2 separate regions of the Triticum aestivum genome follow, and region 1 is linked to region 2. A link is a contact called in public Hi-C data. All regions are on one chromosome and are shown on one strand. The core of a region is the stretch at or near the end of the contact, and the rest is flanking DNA. Distances in the headings are between cores, read along the strand shown.

Region 1 (5,739 bases), core at 2,084-4,583, 290 kb before region 2:
CCGGTGATCTTACCCTCAGCATCTGTCCTCTTGTTTGCTGTCAGCAGTGATTCCATGTACTTGCCATCTGTGTTGAAGAAACCAAAAGCAAGCTTCTCGGGTTCTTGACCAGAGATCACCGTGTTCATCAGTATGCTAAGTTTGGTTAGAGTAACTTGATCTTTTACCCTGCATCCATAATCATGAAGAGTGAAAAGCTCCCCGATTAGCAACTTATCTATTGCATCTTCCCTCTTTATACCAGTAATCTTTTGCATAGCTTCATTCCATTCTAAGCAAGAACCAAGATCATTGATCATAAATATAGGGGGTATGAGCTCATTGGGGTTCTTTACTATTGCAACATAGTCACCCTGTATCCGGGTATACTTATCCATAACCATCTTGTGCCCTGTCAAATCTTGTGCTACGAAACATACCCCAACAACTTTGTCTGAAAGGTCACGACTACAACAGGCGTTAACCATCAAGACTACAGGGCCCTTACTTTCCTGTTGATGCATTGTTTTAAGCTTGATTTCCAAATTCTGCTCTTCGGTTCCTGAAATATAAAGGAGAAATGAAACACAGATGTGTCACCAAAAAATGATGTACATGTTATAACTAAGCTGGAAAGCATAAAAGGACCAGATTCAAGACATAGTGACAACCTTGCAGAGCTGAGTTCAACATTTGCTTAACCACTTCAACAGAATCACCCTCCACGAGATCTACCAGAAGCATCCCTATGGCTTCCGTGGTGGGTAATCCAGTAATTTCTGCAACTTTATTATTCCATCCGTTTATGTTACCAACGATGTCGACAGCCAATATAGGAGCAGTTGCTGTCTCAATTAGGCGCACCATCTCATTTGTCACAATTTTCAGTTCAAGTAGCCCCTGTATCTTCTTGATGTCATCAGATGGAGCTTCAACAATTGACCTTGCATTGTTGTCGTTAGCATCTTCATCTTGCAGGGAGCCACGCAATATTAGCTGGAGAGAATGGATTGCGTCCATTTCAACATCCTCCCAAGGAACACTCCTCCATTTAACTACCTCCAAGAAGGCCCTGAACGAAGAACGTGGATGCATCCTCCTGCCATTGTCATCTGCATCACCTGGTTCATGCTTAGCTCCACCCCACTTGATCTCCTTTGCTGTGTGCGACCGGAACCAGAAGATAAATCCTTTGGAAGAGATCTTTATAGCTGCCATGCCACAGACAACCTCACCGAGCGCAGACGCACCAGGATATCCTGCTTCCAATAAGCTGTCCGTACTTAGCCCAGTAGAGCCATCATGGCACTCCAGCAGCCACGCGACAATCTTCTTTATCTCTCCTTCAGAGGGTGTTGATCCCAGCACCATAATCTGGTTTTGGTAACACAATGCTGCACCATCGCACTTCACCAGATCCATTACATTGGGAGACTGGGTAAATATCCCAACAGGAGCATCCCTGAGGAGCATATCACACAGAAGCGTCTGCGTGCGGAGGATGTGCCTCTCCTTTGCCTGAGAAGCAAGTTCCACCTCCTTGTTGAGCTGTATGCCGAACACTTGCAAGAGAAATTCGCAAGCATACCTGAGAGGGAAGGGGACGAACCTCGGGCTCGTGTGATGGCAAACCACCAGCCCCCACAGCTTCCTGCCTTTCGGCTGCTGGTCACTCCCAGTGTCTCCATCCTCATCGTCGTCCTCGTTTATAGTGATCGACATCACCAGCGACGCGATGGAGCCCATGTTGGCCATGTACTGGGCATGGCAACCATGGGGTGCTCTCATGGTCGAGCCACAGAGGCTGATAGGCTGTGACAGGTTGTCATCCTGAATGAGCTTCACAGGACTTGCAGCACAATCACATATCATCCGCACTTTGTTCTTCATAAACAGAAACCTGGATGCTTGTGGGATGTCAGTTGCCGGGTAGTGCAGGCCAAGATACGGCTCCAAATCAGACCTCCTGCACTCGGCAATGACCTCACCATGCTCGTCCTCATGGAACTTGTATGCCATCACCCTGTCATAGCCAGTGAGCTCGCTTACCTCCCGGACCAGCACATCGCAGAGCAGGGAGAGGTTGCCACTGGGCAGGGACTGCAGCCTGGAGATGGCCTTGGCGGCGAGCTTGTACGACTTGAGCGCGCCGGCGGCGGTGACGGGCACGTCGGCGGGGTTGACCGGTTCGAGGTCGATGACGAGGCCGACGTCGATGCGGTGCAAGATGGCGTAGAAGGGCTTCCCGGAGGTCCTGGCGTGGACGAGGATTGGGTTGAGCAGGTTGACCTCCCCGAAGACGGCGGCCTTGTGCAGGGCGACGGCGCTCTGGGAGCGAAAGAGCGTGCGCACGTCGGCGCCGACGGCGAGCGCGTCGCGCTGGTCGATGGTGGGCACGGCGTGCGGCGTGAGGTCGAGTATCTCGGCGGCGTTCTCGCTGTAGGCGAGCAGCGCGAAGGACTCCGGGTGGATCGCGAGCAGGCAGCCGAAGGGCTGGATGTAGCGGCCCCGCTGCATGTTCTGGAGGTAGGCGGAGACGGCGGAGCTGGTGCTGGCCCCGGAGCGGTTGAGCGCGCTGACCGAGGAGGAATAGTCGAAGTGGCGCTGCGAGCCCTCGAACTCGGCGTGCAGGCGCGCGTCCACGGGCGTCTGCGCCACCACCCGCTCGCTGTGCTTGGAGCGCGCCGAGCTCCCCCGCGAGCACGCCGGCCGGTTGTTGGACCGCGACGACGACATCTCGCCGCCGGTCGCCACCACGACCACCCCCGAGCTAGGCTCCTCGCTCCTGCCCCTCCCCCTACCGCGCGACGGTCAGCAGCGGTGGCGCGGGGGATTCTGCGACGCGGAGGGGCAAATGGGCGGAGGAGGAATCGACGGGAATCATGAGGGGGCGGGGGGAAAGCCGCGACTTTTCTGGAGAAGGACGGGGGAGAGTGGGGGATTGGATTCGCCCGGCGCGGATAAGCACACGCAGTGAGTGAGAAGGGAACAGGAGGGGGCAGCACCCGGGTGGGAGTGGAACAGCGATGTTACCCCCACGCTCCTCCTCCCTGCGCCAAACGGTAGAAGAAGCAAGCAACAGCGATGCGCAACTAACTAACCGCCCGCCCGCTCGATCCGCCGGGGTGGCGCCCGGCGTCGGAGAGCGAAGGGAAGGGGAATAGGCGGTGGGCTTTCACGCGCGGAGGAAGTGGCAGGGCGGCGGCGGGCGGGCGGGTGAGCCAAGAGAGGCGTCGGGAAACCGAGAGGGGAACGGGAAGCCGTACGACGTCACTCCGGCGCGGCTCGTCTTCCCCGCAAGAGCTGACGCGGCAGTAGTGTGCGAGCTCGGCTAATTTGGATGGCGCTTCCCACTTGATCGGAATAATTGAAGAATGGGTTGGCTTGTCGGGGCCATCGCGTAGTAACTAGCGGTAGTACCAGTGCCCAGCAGGCTGTCCATCTTTGGCCGGTGGATTGGACGCGTGTGGCCCAGATCGTCCGCGGGGCTCCCCGATTCCTTTCCCAAAACTGTGTGGTGCGTGATGCTTCGAGCCAACATGCGGCGTGCGTGCTTTGCTTTTCGCACAGAAATGGGGTGGCAAGCGTCGCTGTCAGAAAATGTTGACCGTTCTTTGTGGTTTGTGCTTAAGGATATCTCCAATAGTTTGTATGTTAGCTTGTTGGTAAAATATGTCATGTCATCAACCAACACCTTAACATACAACAACTCCAATGATTTGTATCTAGTTTGCCCAATAGGATGTGAGATAATAAGTGGGGTGTTCTCTCATTCTACATTGAAGCTTGTGCAATGGGTGTTGGTTCATGTACATACAACCTTCCTCTCTTTCCTCATTTATTGTATGACACATCATCAAAAATCCTATGTGACAAACTCTACCAACAACTATCTTACGACCATTGGAGATGCCCTAAGGTGGAGCCTGTATGCACGTAGCGCGGGGCAACGGCAAGGGGACACGGTGGTCATTGCTGCCACGGATGGGAGTGCGATTGGATCGAGCGATGATCACCCGGCTTTGATATATTTTTTTCGCAAATACGCAAAGGCTTTGCGTATCATTGCATTGATAGGAGGGAAAAAAAGATATGACGGTTACAGGGGTAGCCCCACAAGCACGTACGCGAGAGGGCGTGAATGAGAACTTCATGGGCGCATACAAAGAGATGGGGGTGCGCTAGTCGTCCCCGCAGTCGATCACTACGGAGGTAGGAGCAGGTTGTTGAGCCTTTTGCCCATCCGCATGCGTCTTCCACTACTGCAGGATGCTGCTAACGCGACACTATAATCAGAGACCCTTCAAGAAACTGTGTGCGATGTCATAATCGCAAACGGTGTTGTATGAAAACCGTCAGAAATGTGTAAAACGTTTGCGACGACGGATGCATCAAACACGATTCAGGTTTTAGTTGCGTGTGCGATGAAGGGCATACGGTTCAGTTCAATGAACTGTTTGCGATGATGAGGAACAAAAGAAACGGGCATCCAGATGGAGGCGTGTGCGATACACAGCATACGGTTTACTCAGATGAACTGTTTGTGATTAGGCAACACAAAAGAAACGGTCAGCCAGATCAAAGGTGTGTGCGATATACGGCATGCAGTTCACTCGGATGAACTGTTTGCGTTGAGACATGAGAACAAAAACGGTTCAACTCAATACAATGTGTGTGATACGGGACAAACAGGTCTGTAATCAGAAATGTGTCTGAAGGCCGATAAGAACACAGACGGTTGCTGCTAATAAGACGTGTGTGTTGTGCGATGGGATTGCGTACAGAACAACAACATATATATATATAGACACACACACACACACACACACACTTATAAGGACATGCTTACATAACCAAATTAAACATCCACTTACATAGGTGGCAACTACAATCACGGCATTTGCACACACCAAAGTAAACTATTACATGCATAATTACATAGGTGGCTACTACACACATGACATTTTCACACACACCAATAAAGTAAACTATATATTACATGCATGATTAACTAGCATAAAGGATCAGTTGATCATCATCTACTTCTTGTGACGCTTGCTCTTCTTGTGGCTCGATCCGGGCTCATCGATTTGGGTAACGAGGCACTTCCTCATGTCAACGATTCGCTTGTGCATCTCGTAGCATGTGTACACGCTCTTGGCCGCGAACCTGAGGTGAGGTTCATCCAGTTGTCGCATCCAGGCCTTGTGCCAGGATACGAGACTTGTTCTTTGGGCATCCTGCTTCATCTTTTCATAGTAGGGGTCGATGATGGCCGAGGCGAGTTCGACCAGGGAGTCCTGCTTCGTGCTGCCCTAGACCCTGTAGTGTTCACGGATTTCGACAAGGTTCTTACAGGCCAAGCCCGTAACACTGAGCGCTTTTACATCGTCTTTGGTATCCACCGTGGCGAACTTGTAGTCGATGATGTTGACAAACCTGTTGAAAGCACAAGTGCTCCCTGGGTGGTTTTGGTAATTAATGTCAACATATCTTTTGTTGGACTAATGTTTTTATCTAGTATATTTCAGATAAATTCAACAGATGGAGTGGCGTGGACAAGAAGATGTGGAACCCCTTTGAAATGCTAAGGACAAAAGATTGGCTCAAGCTCTAAAGCTCAAGACTCTACATTTTGCTTTTAGTGATCCAAGATCACATTGAGTCCATAGGAAAGCCAATACTATTAAAAGGGGGATGAGGTGTTGCTTAATGGCTTGCTTACTCAAAATGCTTAGTGATATGCTCCAAAGCCCTCAA
Region 2 (5,715 bases), core at 969-3,468:
ACGTGGTTTGCTTGGCCTCCATCTATTCATGTCACCCACCACCGTCTGAGGCCACGCCGGCGACACATCATCCACCTCGCCCGCTTTAACACCTACTCCCGTCCCGATCAGAGATCGCCTCAGCGTTACGTGCGCGCCTAATCACGACCTCCTCATGACGCTCCTCGACGCAATCCCGTCCGTACCCATCAACCGTGTGTTTTCGCCCCATCTTTACATGCACATACAGAATAATAATACACTGCATAATCACTTCTGGGGACAGACGGAGGCATCGCAACAAAGTGTAGCCTGTGAGGATAGTGAAGCCTGGCACAACCCCATCAGATCAGAGTGCAACATACATGAATACATAATTTAAAGTGACAAGATGTCACAGCAGCACATACTAATAATTTGATGAAAGTGGGGCGCTGAGAATGAGACGGCAGACACTGATCGATCGATCTCAGATCCTCCTTAGTTTCTAGTAGTAGTAGTAGTATACGCAGTACCACATGAATGCATTTGGGTAGTGATGTATTTTATTCTGGCTTCTACTAATCACAGGGAAATAAACAGTGAGGGAGTAGAGAGTAGGTGTATATGTGATGTGGCGCGTGTATATGTACGCGAAGAGTTCATCGTATCTGTACGGTGCTTATACGGGACGGCCGGATTAATGGCGGCAGCGTAGCAACCGACGGAGCTGGTGGTGGGAACGGAGTACTGTACGGCGTACTGATGGATCGATCACATGATGGCGCAGGCGTAGGAGGGGTCCTCCTCGCAGACGATCTTGTAGCCGCCGCACGGCGGGTACGCCGGCTGCTGCGGGTACGGCGGGTACTGCGGGTAGATGTTGTACTGGGGCGGCGGGGGCGCGGGCGCGGGCGCGGGCGCCGGCTCTTCCTTGCAGGAGCAGCCGCCGTGGCCGTGGCCGTGGCAGCAGCAGCAGTCCGACGGCCACGCCGGGTACGGGTAGGGGTACGGCCACGGGTACGGCACCTCCACGACCTTGGGCGGCGGGGGCGCGGGCTCCTCCTTCTTGGGCGGCTCCTCCTTGGGCGGCTCCTCCTTGGGCGGCTCCTCCTTGGGCGGCTCCGGTGCCGGCTCGGGGCACTTGGGCTCCTCCACGACCGCTGGCGGCGGCGGCACCACGACCTCCGGCTCCGGCGGCGGGGGCGCGGGCACCTCCTTCTTGGGCTCCTCCGGCGGCGGCGGCGGCGGCGGCTCCACGATCTCGATCTCCTTGATGATCTTGCAGGCCTTGCAGCAGAGCTTGTCGGAGAGCTTGTCCGCGTCGAAGGGGCCCTTCACGATCACCTTGTTGTTCTTCTCATCGTACTCGATGTCGTCGATCACGAACTCGCCCTTCTCTGCAAGCACGCCAAGAATACCATCAGGCTCAAAGCTAACGCCGACACCAACAGCTTCTGATCCAGAAAACAGGATGTGCGAGCGAAGCACGTACCTCTGATCCTGTCGAGCACCCTCTCGATCTTGCGGTGGCAGCGGGCGCAATCCAGGTCCACCTTGATGATGATGGTCGGCATCTGCACTCCACACACACCTCCCAAGTCAGAATTCTAGCCGAAATTTTCCACCTTATAGTCTCTTCCTTCGCAGAACAGAGTTAGAAAATGAAACAGAGGCACGTCAATTTCACGCGAGCAGAGCAAGAGAGGAGATCGATCGATCTACCAACTGCCGATCGCAACCGATTCCCGCTACTATTCGCTAGGCACAAAAGAGGGAAACAATTGATGAGAAGAAAGGGCAGTTCGAAGCGTAGAACACACTCCAAAAAGAAACGGAATTAACTGGTGAATGAAAGCACACGCTTCCGCCATCAAGAAGGTTCGGCATGGCGCAATCAAATCAACCAATCATCCACACGCAGTCCTAAATCAAATGCATGTTTCTGATTTCGATCGAGAGAGAGGGAGAGAGACAACGATGTGGTGGTACTGGTACATCACCTTGATTGAGTCCTCTCCTCCCTGCAATGCGAGGGGGCGGGGAAGGGCCGAGAAGGAGCGGCGGTGGAGCGAGGGAATTGGATGGGGAGGCGGTGTGGATGAATGAGTACGCGGCTATATATGCGTCCGTCACCTGGCTCATCCGGGGGAGGAGACTTGCCGGTGGGAAGAAGGAGAAGAAGCCGGGCAGAAGAAGCTAGAAGCTGGAAAGGCAGCGGCACACACCACACGGCCAACGCTTGGCCTCGTTGGCTCGCACCGTCGACCACACCCGCCCGGGGGAGGCCGTCGCTGTCGTGGCTGTTAGTCGGCGTTCTCCCTCCCCGAGGATGATCACCGCACAGAAAGCTCCCTGCATTTTTCACGATGCACAGTAATTCTACTGGCGGTGGTAGAGCAAGCTGGATGTGACACTGAGCGATCAGTTTGCAGTGTTCTCGCACTGTGACGAAGGCAAGTGGCGCGCTGGCATTCGCTCCCGAGCCAGAGCCCACGGAACCACCCGGTCGAATTGTGCTTAACCCTGGGTGGTCATCTTTTGCTGTCATGATGACATGATCTGAGCTCGGACAAGAAATGGACCGGAAAGAGATGACCAAACTAGCCTGCCCGGTAGGGGCTTGTCAATGGTTGCCTAGTGCTAATCAGATGTTGTTCAAAAAAAATGAGGACCGCGATATCTTGCCGACGGCAACTGGGGAGGAACCCGGAGGACGACTCGTTCCCGGGGCAGAGTTGTGTGAGATCTCACATCAGGTGATATTAATGAGATCGATTTTTTTATTTAAAAAATACATGTTCAAGCATTTCCAAATTTTTTGTAGACATACATCAATGTTTGGTGTACAATCTCAAAAAGATTCAGCTCCTAATTCGACTTACATTCATGGAAGTGTCAAAGTACCATACACGCAAAGCTGCCACTGTCCACATTGAAATTTATATTTTGTGAATCTCTAAATGTACATCAAGTTTTCAGCTGTTTTTTCAAAGTTGTAGACATAGCTCGCATGAATGTTGTTAAATAATTTCAGATTGTTTTTCAAATGTCTAAATATACGTTTTTAGGGTTGATCTCATGATCACACCTAAATGTGAGATCTCATACAAGTCTCCCCCACTTGTTCCCTGGAGAGGGAGAGAACGAACGAAAACATTGGCTGGAGGAACCCTCCCTGTGTACCCCTCCCCCCATCCGCGTATGGCCAAAAAAAAGCCTATTTTTTCTGTCACGCACAACAAAGCTTAAAAATATGGTATTCTGTATATCGTCTAAAAATACCATGATGTGCAATAAATAAGAATGCAACTGTTGAGGAACGTAGTAATTTCAAAAAATTTCTACGCACACTCAAGATCATGGTGATGCATAGCAACGAGAGGGGAGAGTGTTGTCTACGTACCCTCGTAGACCGGAAGCGGAAGCGTTAGCACAACGCGGTTGATGTAGTCATACGTCTTCACGGCCCGACCGATCAAGCACCGAAACTACGGCACCTCCGAGTTCTAGCACACGTTCAGCTCGATGACGATCCCCGGACTCCCATCCAGCAAAGTGTCGGGAAAGAGTTCCGTCAGCACGACGGCGTGGTGACGATCTGGATGTTCTACCGTCGCAGGGCTTCGCCTAAGCACTGCTACAATATTATCGAGGAGTATGGTGGAGGGGGCACCGCACACGGCTAAGAGAACGATCACGAAGATCAACTTGTGTCTATGGGGTGCCCCTGCCCCCGTATATAAAGGAGTGGAGGAGGGGAGGGCCGGCCCTCTCTATGGCGCGCCCTAGGGGAGTCCTACTCCCACCGGGAGTAGGATTCCCCCTTTCCTAGTCCAACTAGGAGTCCTTCCATGTAGTAGGAGTAGGAGACAAGGAAGGGGAAGAGGGAAGAGAAGGAAGGAGGGGGCGCCGCCCCTCCCCCTAGTCCAATTCGGACTAGTCAATGGGGGGCACGCGGCCTGCCTCTCCCTCTCCCCTAAAGCCCAATAAGGCCCATATACTTCTTCCCCCGTATTCCCGTAACTCCCCGGTAACTCCAAAAAATACCCGAACCACTCGAAACCTTTCCGATGTCTGAATATAGTCGTCCAATATATCGATCTTTACGTCTCGACCATTTCGAGACTCCTCGTCATGTCCCTGATCTCATCTGGGACTCCGAACTTCTTCGGTACATCAAAACTCATAAACTCATAATATAACTGTCATCGAAACCTTAAGCGTGCGGACCCTACGGGTTCGAGAACAATGTAGACATGACCGAGACACGTCTTCGGTCAATAACCAATAGCGGAACCTGGATACTCATATTGGCTCCTACATATTCTACGAAGATCTTTATCGGTCAGATCGCATAACAACATACGTTGTTCCCTTTGTCATCGGTATGTTACTTGTCCGAGATTCGATCATCGGTATCTCAATACCTAGTTCAATCTCGTTACCGGCAAGTCTATTTACTCGTTCGTAATACATCATCTCGCAACTAACTCATTAGTTGCAATGCTTGCAAGGCTTATGTGATGTGCATTACCGAGAGGGCCCAGAGATACCTCTCCGACAATCGAAGTGACAAATCCTAATCTCGAAATACGCCAACCCAACATGTACCTTTGGAGACACCTGTAGAGCTCCTTTATAATCACCCAGTTACGTTGTGACGTTTGATAGCACACAAAGTGTTCCTCCGGTAAACGGGAGTTGCATAATCTCATAGCCATTGGAACATGTATAAGTCATGGAGAAAGCAATAGCAACATACTAAACGATCGAGTGCTAAGCTAACGGAATGGGTCAAGTCAATCACATCATTCTCCTAATGATGTGATCCCGTTAATCAAATAACAACTCTTTGTCTATGGTTAAGAAACATAACCATCTTTGATTAACGAGCTAGTCAAGTAGAGGCATACTAGTGACACTCTGTTTGTCTATGTATTCACACATGTATTATGTTTCCGGTTAATACAATTCTAGCATAAATAATAAACATTTATCATGAAATAAGGAAATAAATAATAAGTTTATTATTGCCTCTAGGGCATATTTCCTTCAGCAACCATATTTAAAATTGATCAAGTGTTGTACACCCCCAAAACTCACAAAATACGGGGGAAACAAAAGAATCACAAATGCTAAAATTTAAAAGAAAAACATGGACACTCCATCCCACTACCACAATCTTAAAAAGAAAAAAACTTTGAAAAAAATCCATGTGACCATCCATATATAAAGGGGGGAAAGTTAAATGTCATGTCTTACAATATATCATGATGAAATGAAAGCAAAAACATTAAATATGCCATCTGATCAATACATGAAAATTGTAAAATTTGCCATGATCTTATAGTAAATAAAAATGGCATGCTCTTGATATTAAAATGCCATGCCCTTAAGAAAAAAATGGCATGTTCTCAATAATAAAACTGCCATGCTCTTAATAGTAGAAAAGCCATGATAAAAAATGGCATGCTCTTAATAGTAGAAATGCCATGCTCCTAAAACTAAGAATGGAATGTTCTCAATAGTAGAAATGCCATGCTCTTAAAAAATGTCATGCTCTTAACAAAGAAAAGCCAGGTTATAACATAAAAATGCCTTGATCTTAATAGTAGAAATGCCCTGGTCTTTATATGAAAATGTCATGCTCTTAATGGTAAAAATGTCATGCTCTTAAAAGTAGAAATACCATGCTCAAAATAATTGGAAATATATACACTTAGCCATACAAAGGTTTTCATCGCAACAATTATG

The links. A called contact is a pair of places that touch in the nucleus more often than the background predicts.
Region 1: a Hi-C map of leaf shows a contact between it and region 2, with 7 times the contacts expected there. The contact joins the promoter of LOC123105051 here to the promoter of LOC123105050 in region 2. A contact is called at or near these places in 2 of 5 Hi-C or Micro-C datasets (both in leaf) and 1 of 1 datasets of contacts at active chromatin or transcription factors (leaf).

What each region holds. Positions count from the first base shown.
Region 1 is chr5A:588,441,912-588,447,650 of IWGSC CS RefSeq v2.1, reverse strand. LOC123105051 (phytochrome C) reads right to left here and starts at 3,333. Exons shown (of 4, transcript XM_044527025.1): 1 at 651-3,333; 2 at 1-541. The coding sequence starts at 2,715.
Region 2 is chr5A:588,153,781-588,159,495 of IWGSC CS RefSeq v2.1, reverse strand. It overlaps LOC123105050 (protein PYRICULARIA ORYZAE RESISTANCE 21), which reads right to left and starts at 2,218. Exons shown (of 3, transcript XM_044527024.1): 1 at 1,962-2,218; 2 at 1,454-1,535; 3 at 295-1,358. The coding sequence starts at 1,535. The coding sequence ends at 733.